Regions from separate parts of the Mus musculus genome. Here region 1 is linked to region 2. Evidence: chromatin contacts called from public capture Hi-C data. All regions are on one chromosome and are shown on one strand. Each heading gives the region's core, a stretch centred on a gene start, on an enhancer-like site or on the middle of the called end of the contact. The rest is flanking DNA. Distances are from core to core; before and after follow the strand shown.

The links. Capture Hi-C pulls out chosen DNA fragments and counts their contacts.
Region 1: a contact with region 2 is called in a capture Hi-C map of embryonic stem cells, with 8 times the contacts expected there. The contact joins two enhancer-like sites. A contact is called at or near these places in 1 of 484 Hi-C or Micro-C datasets (the HPC-7 cell line), 1 of 115 datasets of contacts at active chromatin or transcription factors (embryonic stem cells) and 1 of 9 other capture datasets (embryonic stem cells).

The regions. Positions count from the first base shown.
Region 1 is chr17:64,225,673-64,231,970 of GRCm38.p6, forward strand. No RefSeq gene overlaps it. Among named protein-coding and RNA genes, the nearest start is that of Gm34858, 41 kb to the right of the region's middle. Within about 2 kb of position 4,564, at least 12 of the 459 cell types and tissues checked have an H3K27ac peak or open chromatin away from gene starts, as enhancers often do. A contact at or near this core is called in embryonic stem cells, where this site is marked.
Region 2 is chr17:63,533,391-63,539,495 of GRCm38.p6, forward strand. No RefSeq gene overlaps it. Among named protein-coding and RNA genes, the nearest start is that of Fbxl17, 36 kb to the left of the region's middle. Within about 2 kb of position 1,326, at least 8 of the 459 cell types and tissues checked have an H3K27ac peak or open chromatin away from gene starts, as enhancers often do. A contact at or near this core is called in embryonic stem cells, where this site is marked.

The DNA of each region.
Region 1 (6,298 bases), core at 3,314-5,813, 700 kb after region 2:
AGCCTTAACCACAGGCCCAAAGCCCCAGATACACAAGAAAGCAGAGGGGCGGTCCTTCGAAGCTGTGCCCTGAGGCATGCAGGCAACTTCTGTGACCCCAAAAGCCAGAAACAACAATAACAACAAAAGACCCACAACAACAACAGCAGCAGCAACAAACTGCTTGCTTAAGGAAACAAAGATGGAGAGAAACTACCAAGTAAAGAAAAGAGTTACAAATGTCTGGTAAGTGGAAGTGTTCACATTATAAAGGGACTCAAGCCAATGTGAAAGTATAAATATATCTATTTGTTTATGTGTGCATGTTGTGTGTGTGTGTGCATATAGTATGCACGTCAGTATGTGAGGACACGTGCTTGTGCATGTGCAGGCCAAAGGTAAATCAAAGGTAGATGTCAGGTGTCTTTCTTTTTTAAAGTGATTTCTTTTTTAATTGTGTGTGTGTGTGTGTGTGTGTGTGTACATTGTTGCTGTCTTCAGACACACCAGAAGAGGGCGGCAGATCCCCTTACGAATGGATGTGAGCCACCATGTGGTTTCTGGGATTTGAACTCAGGACCTCTGGAAGAGCAGTCAGTGCTCTTCACCGCTGAGTCATCTCTCCAGCCCATGGGTGTCCTCTTTGATTGCTCTCCACCTTATGTTTTGAGTCAGGTCTCTTACTGAATCTGAAGCTGGCCGTTTTGACTAGGTTGTACTGCCTGTGAGAAGGGAGACAGGGACCCTCCTGTCTACACCACCAGTGCTGGGCTCACAAGTATGTGCTGCTATGCCCAGCTTCTTAACACGGGTCCTGGGGATCCGAACTCAGGTCCTCACGCTTATGCAGCAAGCACCTGGCCCACTGGGGCATCGTCCCAGCCATGGCTCTTGAGTTTTAAAATTAGGGAAGGAGGGAGAGGAATTTCTCTGAGAGCTCAGAATTTGTCAGTTGATGTGTGAAGTGATGCACTCATCATTAGAGAAACGAAACTAATACCCAGATGAGCCCATTTCACGGGTGGTAAAATGGCTCCTGTCAAGAACAGGATAGACAATTAGAGAGAAGAGTGAATTCTTGTACACTCAAGAATGTGAGCTCCTATGGCCGCTATAGAAAATAGCATGGACCCTCTTCAACAGTATTAAAAACGTACTTTATAAACAAGCAATCCCACTACTAAATATGTATATGTAATGGAAACAAAATCAATACATGCTCCAAGCAGCTGTGGTTATTCAGAATGTATCGCACACAACAGCTTTGAAGCTAGCATCTGCACATGAGAGAAACCATACTCGCCTTTCTGTGTTTGGGTTTACCTTGCTCAGGATGATGGTTTTTTTTTTTTTTTCTGAGATCCATCTATTTTCCTGGAAATTTTGCAATTTCCATTGTTTTTAATAGCAGAGTAAGATTTCATTGTGTGCAATATATGGGAGTTAACACAGAGGCTCACAACAACAGGGCAGTGTGCAAGAGTGAGAGATTTTGGAGTGCTTAGTCCTAAAGTGGGGTGGCTTCATCAAACCCCTTTCCCCAAGGTTCAGAGAGCTATGCAGAAGAGGAAGAGAAAAGATTGTGAGAGTCACAGGAAATGGATAACTTTAAGGAAACCCACTTCCAGGCACAATAGAAATCAGGAATAGTGTCAGCAGGCACTAGACTTGCACAGGTTCAGATCAGGGGAGGTCCCAGCACAAAGAGGGGGAAATAGACTTGGGGTCCCACCCCTAACTAAGAAGCTGTTTGTAATTGATACCCCCTGGCAAAGGGAAAATCAGTTTTCTCCAATAGAGTGTCAACCACCCTTAAAGGCAGGCCCCAGGCTTGAGAGTACTTGGCCAACCTAAGACCAGCCCCATGCTTGGTTTGTGGACTTTTTTCATATTGTTTGGTTTTGGCTTTTTAAGTGTCTTATTGGTCTTTTGCTTATTAGTTTATTTGTAGTTTTGTAGGGAGGGAGGGAGAGAGAGAGAGAGAGAGCACATAAAGTTGGGTAGATAGGGAAATTCTGCTAGGAGTTAAGAGAAGGAACATGAGCAAAATTAAATTTTAAAAATTAATTTGGCTACTTTTAGACTTTTAAATTGCAAGATACTTCTGTAAGAGGTAGGAGATAGAAGATAGATGACAGATGATAGATAGATAGATAGATAGATAGATAGATAGATAGAATAGATTAGATAGAAGATAGATGACAAATGATAGATTGACATAGATGATAGATAGATGATAGACAATAGATAGATGATAAACAAAATAGATGAGAGAGATGATAGTAACATTATGTTTTCAATGAAGATGGTGCTAGGATTACACACTACATGTTTTATTAAAACAAGTTAATTAAGTACTGCCGTTACCACCTCACCCCAAAGAGACACCCACATTCTCTGTTACCTGGTAGCTTTCTTCATGTGGCTAAGCTGTAAACTCTACGTGACTGTGAATACACACATGACAGTATACTATGGGGGCTCTAACAAACAAAAGGAGCTCTCATCGGTAGTAACAGGGACGAACCTGGAGAACATTATGTCAAGTAAAATAAACTAGGCTTACAAAGGAAAAAGCTACATGATGTCATTTACATAAGGAGTCCAAACCAGATCATCTGGGTGGGCCTTAAGTGCCTGGCAAAGGTTCAAAGAGACAGACTAGACAGAAAACAAGAAGCCCCCGGGTGGACAACAGCCATAGGTATGAAATGTGCTTGACCAAATAGGACAACTGGATAAGCTATCTCCAGGTAACAGGTCTTCTTAATATCTGTCTCCCGCTGGTTTTCTGTCCTGAGTCAACTCTGAAAGACATAATGCTAGGCTAATCATGCCCATGTAACAGATGGCGTGACGAAGTACGAACAATATGTTCAATATGGCATACAACTAGATGGTCAAGTCAGAACTTAAAAGCTAAACACCCTCATTGTTAATCTCTACTCTTATCTACAGCTTCCCTTTTTTGGGGGGCACAGAACCATCCTCTTGCTTATAACAAGCAATTTTCCCCACAGCAAGAATGTGTTAGTATATCTGTCAGCAACTGCAAACATGGGCCACATGATGAACAAACACCTGAGGCAAGGTGGGGTGAACAGGAATTGGGAGCAGGAGAGAAAATTAACCCTGACTCCCTCTACCTTCTTGGAGAAGCCCAGCATCTCCATGATACTGGGGAGATGTGTCAACTTCAAATCTAGTTCATGGATCTTATTATCACAAGCTATGGAACTTGTAGTGTATGAGTAAAGAATGTGCTGAAATTTTGAATGACTGGAAGGTGCGTATTAAGAAAATCTGACCAGGAAATCCATGGGATGCTGTTTGTCCTCCACTGAAGAAATTAACCCTGGTCAATAAATATAAACAGAAAGTAGAAATAAAGCAAGCAAAAACAAGGCTGGTCCTTAGTAAAGTCCAGCAGAGTCAGGAGGCAAGCCTGCTCCATCTAGCTTCCATTACTTGTAAGTATTAGCATTCTGTCTAAGCTCCGCCCTGGCAACAGCCAGGTAGGCCTGACCTACTATAAATGGAGTTGATTGCCCCTTTCTTTCTCTCTTGCCTTCTCTTGCTCTTGCTTTCCCTTCCCCCCCTTTCTCCCCATTCTCTTCCCCCCTCTCTCCACCACATGCTCATGACTGGCCACTATCCCTCCTTTCTCTCCCCCCCCCCCCTTCTCCTCTCTGCCTCTACTACCCTCTTGACTCCCCTCCCCATGCCCTGAATAAACTCTATTCTATATTATACCATCATATGACTGGTCCCTCAGGGGGAAGGGATGCCTCAGCATGGATACGCTGAGGCACCCCCTTCCCCTACCTGACTACACCTTCATAGAACATACCCTCCCCCTCTTTTTAATCTTTTTATAAACACATCAGTAAGGATTCCATAAAATCAGCATCCTTGATGTCCTACTAGCTGGAGATATCTTCATTCTTCTGAACGTGCAACACTGTTTTGTTTGGAGAACTCTCTCCAGGTTCTGTGCTTAGAGCTGTAGATGCTATAAACATAAAATATGCCCCCCCCCACTTCTCCCCTCCCCCCAACCCCAGAGACTACTCATTAAGAGAGAACAATGGCTGCCAGAAAGAAGAGGGAAAAATGCAAATGACCTCGTGCTTCAGGAAACTGCTCATCCCCACCCCCACCCCCTGTCACTGACGCAATCTCAGCTCTAAATTTCAGAAGTTATTTTTGTAACCATAAAACGTAAGCAGAATATAAAAGAAAAATGAGGCTACCCAAAGCTGTGGACTCAGACATGAATATCTGGAAAGATTTTGTGAATGAATCTCATCTCTTTCACAGTTTCCTTTCTTTGTCCCCTCTCTTCTGCCTTTCATTATTAAAATTTGTTGTTGTTGTTTTTAACTTTCAGCTTGAAAGCCCTCATAAACACATAAAATTCCCACCATAATCTTATTTTCCGAAGTGATAATCCCGTTCACGGTGCTATGAAATAGAAACCGTAACATTTCTTCCTGTCTCTGTCGTTCTGGCTGCTGTGATAACACACCCTTCTCAGGATGGGCTCAGGAACCATCTTGGAAAGGGAGGCAGGCAGACTGTAAAATCCAGAGGCTGGGAACTGGACTGCTGGACTCATGAACTTTGCATGTGAATGCCCATGACCTGTATGGTGTATCCTGGCGAAGAAAAAGCTTCATGATCCCCACATACACTTCGGACTGAGGAAGAGTCTGCCTCAATAGACTGCCGTGGGTGGCTAGAGGAGCAAGAGTCCCGTTCCTGCAAAGGGGTGGAGCCTGCTGGGTTGGCTGTGCTCCGGTGGAGTGGCTCAATATCCAGGAATATATAGGTGACACATTAGACTTACTAGGTTATAAAAAATAATAATAAATTTTAAAAGATATTATAAAGTTGATGGGGAGAGTAGATCTTAGGAGTTAGTGGGAAGTGTGAGAGCGAATATGACCCAATGCATTAAATAAAATCTCAGTTCATAAGAAGAGGTCCCCTACAAGAGCAGTTGAAGAGACTGGCTCATGGCTGAAAGGCACAGTTGATGGCGAGTTACTGCAGCAGGAGCTCGAAGCAACTGGTCAAATGATAGCCGCAGTCAGGAAGCAGAGACGCAATGAACACACGTGGTCGGTCACCCAGACCCCTTTCTCTGTTTATACAGCCAGGAATGGGTCCACGCAGTGGGCGGGGCTTCCTTTCTCAATCACACAGCAGTCAAGACGCCCGGAGGCCCTGTCTCCCGGGTGGTTCTGGAGTCTGACAACTTGGCAATTAACACTTACCATCACATCATCTTCCCTCACTGTCTCTCTGTTGCTTTGATTAGCTGTTACACTTCACATGAACAGAATCATAATTTTTGCCTATACCTGACCCGCTTATTTCACTTAGCATAATGCTCAAGGTTCATCCACATTATAGCACATCCTAGAGCTTCATTTATCTTTAGGATCTATATCGTGTGGATTTAAGATGTTTTGTCTAATGTACTTTAGATTTTTTTTTCTACTTCTAGTCTATTTTGAATAGTTTTACAACGAACCAGAGGTGCAAATGTTTCTCTGTGACCAATCAATTCTTTCCAATACACACCCAAAACCGAAATTGCTAGACTATACGGCAGCTAATTTTCTTTTTAACGTTTATTTTTATTTTACACGTATGCATATTTTGAGCTTGCCTACTACGTGAATGCAGTGCTTAAGGCAGCCAGAAGAGGGCGCTGGATCCCCTGGGCCTGGAGTTAGAGAGTTGTGAGCCAGTTTAGGTAATTGAACCTGGAAGTGTATCCCCCTGGTCTTAACCTCTGAGTCATCTTTCTAGCCCCACTAATTTTCTTTTTGAGAAAATTGTCATGGTGCCTTCCATAGTGGATGTCCCGTTTACATTCTCTTCTATGTAGAGAGCCCTTGCTGCAATTATATGTCTGGTCTACTTAAGTAAGGAGTTCTACAGCAAGACCACATCACTTGTGTCTTTCCTTGCTAGGAGTTGACCTGGACTAGCAGGTCATTCTTCTATGACAGGGTCTAGAGGGGGGGTGAGGGGGAAGAGGGAGAGGGAACCAGGAGATGAGAAGATAAAGAGGGATAAAGACAGAAGGTAAGACCGTCTGGGGTTGGGAGGTCTTGCACAAGCTACGTCTTATATTGGGCAAGCTTACTGAGCACAGCACCCATGTACTGTTTCCATGGGAGAGACCGGACAGAGTCAGGAGAAGCTATCACACAGTGGGACCAAGTCGGCAGGAAGTTAAGCAGTGTTGCACAAAGGGGACACAGGCAGCTCAAGAACATTACAGAATCAACACACAGGGGTCTTG
Region 2 (6,105 bases), core at 76-2,575:
AATCCTTCCTGTTATACAAAGGAAAAGTCTGTTTAATCCCCAGTTCCCTGAGAGATCTCCTCCAGACCAGTCCTACAGATGCACGTAGTAATGGTAATGCTGATTACTAAGAATCAGCCCTTCAAACTTCTCCTTGTTTTTTTCATTTGACCCGTTTCTCCAGGCTAACTTTTAATTTAAGACAAATTTCTATTAGTTCCTGCCTTCCCTTACACAATTTCACAGGATCTGTTTAGGACAAGCTGTACCAACTTATTTCCTGTGTTTACATTTTCTTCTTTGAAAAACTCCAGCAAATTAAAAATGACTTCATTTTTCAAAGAATTATGGATATAACTGTTCTTCTATTTGACAGTATTATCACTGACAAACACTATTGGCTTAGTTGCATAGGAAAGCAAAAATTAATTTAAATCACCTTTGTTCTGGTCCATTTCACTGTCTGTGTAAATAGGCTTGCTACAGAGCAGGGCCTTGTAAGTAAGTGGTTTGGGCCAGGTGTCCCAGCTACTTGGGAGGTTGAGGCAAAAGTATCACAAGCTAAGACCTTGCTGTGCTACAGAGTGATTCCAAGGTCAACCGACTTAGAAAAACTCATTCTTAAAATATAAAAAGTTGCCCAGAGCTATAAGATCAGTGGTACAGTATTTCCTGTAGTTAGGAGGGGAAAAGGTCAAGCGAGAAGCTAGATATAGGGAAAATTAGGTAGCATGGTAAACTGGTATTACTTGAGTTCAACCAAAATATGTTTTAATTACTCTCAACACACACACACACACACACACACACACACACACACACACACACACACACACTCACACGTATGTGCATTATCACATTTTGTTTAACATTGACACCCAAAGTATCAGGGTCCCATCTTGGGGTCTCATTAGTAAAAGAACTTAACAGACTGAAAAAGAGAGGAGAGGGGAGGGCAGGAGAGGAGAGGAGAGGGGAGAATAAAGAAAGGAAAGAAAAGGGAAGGACAGGACATGACTGCCCCTAGGTATGGTGGAGGAGAAAGTTTATTGCAGATAAGAGGGAGAGCATAGCCAGAGGCAGACACACCTGGAAGAGTCCAGGTGTGACTATGACTCTGAGCCTTGTGAGCAGAGGAAGGGAGGGAAGAGAGATGGGAATCCAGTGCAGCAGCAGGAAGCCAAAGGTACAAATAGAACCGATAACCAAAATGTCTGGATTGTATAGGGAAGAGTCTCTGGGGAAAGTGTAGCCCTGTAGAGTTCCGGGTTAGGGCGCCAGGACGCCAGCCATAACCTGTAAGAAGGTAGGGACTGAGGGATGCTGGGAGAACCTGGGAGCCAGGTCCACTTTGATATGCTAAACAGATACCTAAGCCTTTGTCCTGTGTTTGAATGAACATCTAGAAGGTTAGCCATACGATGCAAAAGCAGTTGCGTGGCACGAACTGAAAGATAAGGAAGCCTAAAGTACCAGAGAAAGCACATTTAGCCTCTGGGCATCATCGGAAAGAAAAAGACAGAAGAGGAGCAAAGAGACACTACATCCTTCTCCCATCTGAGCGTTCAGGATCAAACAGGATCAGGCATGATCAGGGTGTTATGGCATAGATGCGTGAAATCTTTTTTAATGGTGAGCAGACCCAACAAAGCCTCATGGGAACTCACGTGGACTGCACCAGGGGGTGGGACTTACTGGACCAGTATCTCCTAAAAGAGCCTCCTCCTAGCGCTTTAGGATCACGTGATAGTTTGAATGCGAGTGGCTCCTTATGCTCACCTATTTGCAGGAACTGATTCGGAAGGATTAGGATGTGTCGCCTTGTTAGAGAAGGTGTGTCACTGGCGACAGGCTTTGAGGCTTCAAAAGACTCTTGCCCACCCCAGCGTGTCTCTTTCGCTTTATTTCTTACTTTTGGATGTAGCTATAACTTTTCACCTGTTTCCGCCACCATGTTCTTGCGTCATGGACTCTAACCCTCTGAAGCTGTGACCCTGAGTCCCACTGATCTTCAAAAGCTGTGGCTTTAATTTGTCTCTCACTGTGGCTGTAACCGATTACGTCCCCATTTTAGCTAACCACGCTTGGTTTCCTAAACTAATTTTGATTTTTTTTTTTCACAGTTCCCAACTGGGTAACTCAGTTCCCCATGCCCCTTAAATCTCTTCATTAACCGAGAAAGTAGTATGTACATGCAGAGGTTTTGTTCATGAAGCCTGTAGTGTTTTGGGTCTAAATCACTGTCTGATACATTTACTCATTAATCCATTTCAGAAGATACTTTGTTTATTTATTCAAAATATTCCACTCTGAATCGAATGCTTCTAACATATAGTGTATACTAAACTCTCAAAACGTCTTCTCAGTAGGTTTACACTCTAGAAATCAGAACATTATATTGGGAGATGGGTTGCAGAAGTAAAACTTGGCCAGAATAAAAGGTGCAATGAGTGAGCACATTACTCATACGTCGATATTGGAGGTAGCCAAATAAGACATGGAAACGGGAAGAGTTGCTACTTTCAGAGTCTGTTAATGTTTGTTATTCTTTGTTACTATTTCAGTGAAACCTCTGCACACAACGCCTACATAGGATCAAAGAAGACCACTGAGCCATCATGCCTCCATGTTTCATGTGCTAGTTCATCCCTAACGATGCCTACCTTCCTTACTGGGAAATACTGGCAACCTCTTACTCCAGCCAGCCACGCTGTCCCCTGTCTGTTCTGAAACTCCCATTTTTAGGGCCTGTGTTCTTATTTGCAGAACCCCACCCGTACTGGGCTCCACTTCATCCTTGCAGCTCAGTGTGCAGCAGCATCCGGACACCCTGAGAGGGAGGAAGCAGAGAATGCAGAACCACAGCTGGACCCCAGAACACATGCCACAGCCATTACTTTTTAATTATTTCCATTCGATAATATAATTACATTATTTTCCCTGTCCCTTTTCTCTCTTGAAAGCCTCTTATATGCCCCTCCTCATTCTATCAAATTCATGTCCTCTTTTTAAATGAAAAGTTATTACATGCATATATGTATGTGTGTAAATATAACCTGTTCAGTCCATAATGTTATTTGGAGTTTTTTGTTGTTGTTGTTGTTTTTTAATTTATTTTATATATGTGAGTACACTGTAGCTGTACAGAGGTTGTGAGCCTTCATGTGGTTGTTGGGGACTGAATTTTAGGACCTCTGCTCACTCTAGTCAGCCCCATTCGCACCGGCCCAAAGATTTATTTATTATTATACATAAGTACATTGTAGCTGACTTCAGATGCACCAGAAGAGGGTGTCAGATCTCATTACAGGTGGTTATGAGACACCATGTGGTTACTGGGATTTGAACCCAGGACCTTTGGAAGAGCAGTCAGTGCTCTTACCCACTGAGCCATCTCACCAGCCCCCATAATGTTATTTGTATCTATATTTTAGGGTTGATTGTTTGGTATTGGATAACCAGTTGGTGTGCTCTTCCCCCCAAAAGACTATTTCTTCTGCTCTCAGCTTTTCTCAGCTACCTGTAGTTGTCTGTGTAGGACTGATGCCTCCTTGGATTTCCTGGGTCCACATCAGCATGTCTATTGTTGTTCCTGTTCAGCTCTTCTTGGGGCCTGGGTATTGCTAAGATTTTATAAATGTAGCTTCAGACATTCTTAGGAGATGCATTCTCACAGAAAACTCCTTGATCCTCAGGCTCTTATAGTCTTCTGCAATCAGCCCTGAGCTTTAGGTACAGGAGCTGGGTTATAGACGTATCCTTTGGACCAGACTCCACAAATCTGCATTTTCATTGATTGAGATGTCCTGAAATGTTCTCTGTCTATTGCAAAGTTCCCCTCTTAAGAAAAGAGAACTGCACTTATTGAGGATATAAGGAAATATTTTAAATGTAGTTAGTAATTGTCTTAGTTAGGGTTTTACTGCTGTGAACAGACACCATGACCAAGGCAAGTCTTATAAAAACAACATTAATTGGGGCTGGCTTACAGGTTCAGAGGTTTAGTCCCTTATCATCAAGATGGGAGCATGGCAGTATCCAGGCAGGTGTGGCGCAGGCAGAGTTCTACATCTTCATCCAAAGGCTGCTGGTGGAAGAGTCACTTACAGGCAACTAGAGTGAGGATCTTAAGCCCACACCCACAGTGACACACCTACTCCAACCAGGTCACACCTATTCCAACAAGGCCATACCTCTAAATGGTGGTGACACTCCCTGGTCCAAGAATATACAAACCATCACAGTAATTATGCTGGTTTAGTCAAATGGCAGTTGTAGTGTCTATTCTAAACTACATGACTTCAGCAGTCCTGGGTAGTTGGCTAGGTTTCCAGCACCAGGAATGATTTTCTTCTTGTTGAGTTGCTCTTAGATCCAATTACTTGTTGGTTACAAAAGCCACTACTGTATCCCTTCAGTTGGTTATGTCGTGCTGGCTGCTGTTACATAGGCATCATAACTGGGCAGGACTGTTGTTTGTTTCCTTCCTTTGGAAATTTGCTTGGTACCCTCTGGTATCCTTTTTAAAAAAAAAAATATGGTAATTTTTAAAAAAATTTTTTATGTATGTGAGTACCTGTTTATCTCTTTAGACACAACAAAAGAGGGCATCGGATCCCATTACAGATGGTTGTGAGCCACCATGTGGTTGCTGGGAATTGAACCCAGGAGCTCTGGAAGAGCAGTCAGTGCTCTTCATTTCTGAGACGTCTCTACAACTCTGATATGTATATGTATATGTATATGTATATGTATATGTATATGTATATGTATATGTATATGTATATACACACATACCTTTAACTAAGCCCAGTAGGAATATACTATGTTTTATTCCCTATATGGATTTATGTAGGCGCCCTAATCAAACCTCCCTGGCTTCTCTGTTCAGAGAGTACACAGTCTGGTGTCCCCTTGCTCATTGTGAGTACTAAACTTTTCTCTTCTCTTAGACTTTTCTCTTTTCTTCAGCTTCTAGTTGCGCTTCTGAGTTTTGTACACACCAAGGTATAAGCCTGTTTCATGTGGGTATACCAAATACCAATATCAAGAATGACATAGCCGGGTGTGGTGTCCACTTCAGCTAAAAGTTCATTCACGTGTTTGTCCCAGCAAAACACCATCCAACTGACTTTCCAAAGAACCCTCAAGTTACCACTTCAGAAAGATGTGGGAAGGTCAGGGAGTTCTTTCCCTTCTGATGATTTTTTTTTTCTAATTCTTTCAGTCTAAAATAATGTGCCAGTGTTGCACATATCAGGGTGATGTGTTTTGAAAATGACCATTATAAAATTTACTTTTCCCAACAACTTCACGGCAGTAGATGCTACTATTTTGTCTATAAAACAGAATAGCCAAGAAAATCAGTTATAAGTAATTACATTTAACAGGTGACTGTGATATTCAACTTGAAATGTTGTAACTTGACTCTGAAACTTTGCTTGTTCATCTACACCAGCAGTTCTCAACCTGTGAGTCGCAGCTCTTTTGGTGGGTTGCAAATCAAATATTTACATCACAATTCATAACAATAGCAGAATTGTAGTTATAAAGTAGCAACCATATGATTTTATGGTTGGGAGTCATCTCAACATGAGGAACTGTATTAAACGGTTGCAGCATTAGGGAGGTTGAGAACCACTGAGCTAGGTTTTAGTTTCACAACTCCAAGGCAGCACTAGGTGCAGTGGGCACTCCTCATGCTGTGTTCTTCATGAGAGAACAGCATTTCAAGTTGTAAGACTTCTAGAAAGAGGAGGTTACTCAACGAGGAAAGATGACAGCTTCACACAAAACTTCAATAATTAATTCCCTGCTGCCTGTGAGACCATTATAGCAGACTTCTTAGGAGAAGTCTGAGGTTTTAGGGTTTTTTTTTTTGTTTGTTTGTTTGTTTTGTTTTGTTTTGTTTTGTTTTTTTCGATAGGGTTTCTCTGTGTAGCTCTGGCTGTCCTGGAACTCACTCTCTAGACCAGGCTGGCCTCGAACTCAGAAATCTGCCTGCCTCTGCCTCCCAGGTGCTGGAATTAAAGGTGTGCACCACCACCACCGGGCGAAGTCTGAGGTTTTAAAAGTGCAAAAGAAAAAATGAGCTCTAGAAAAAAAAAATTGATCCTTAAGCCATTT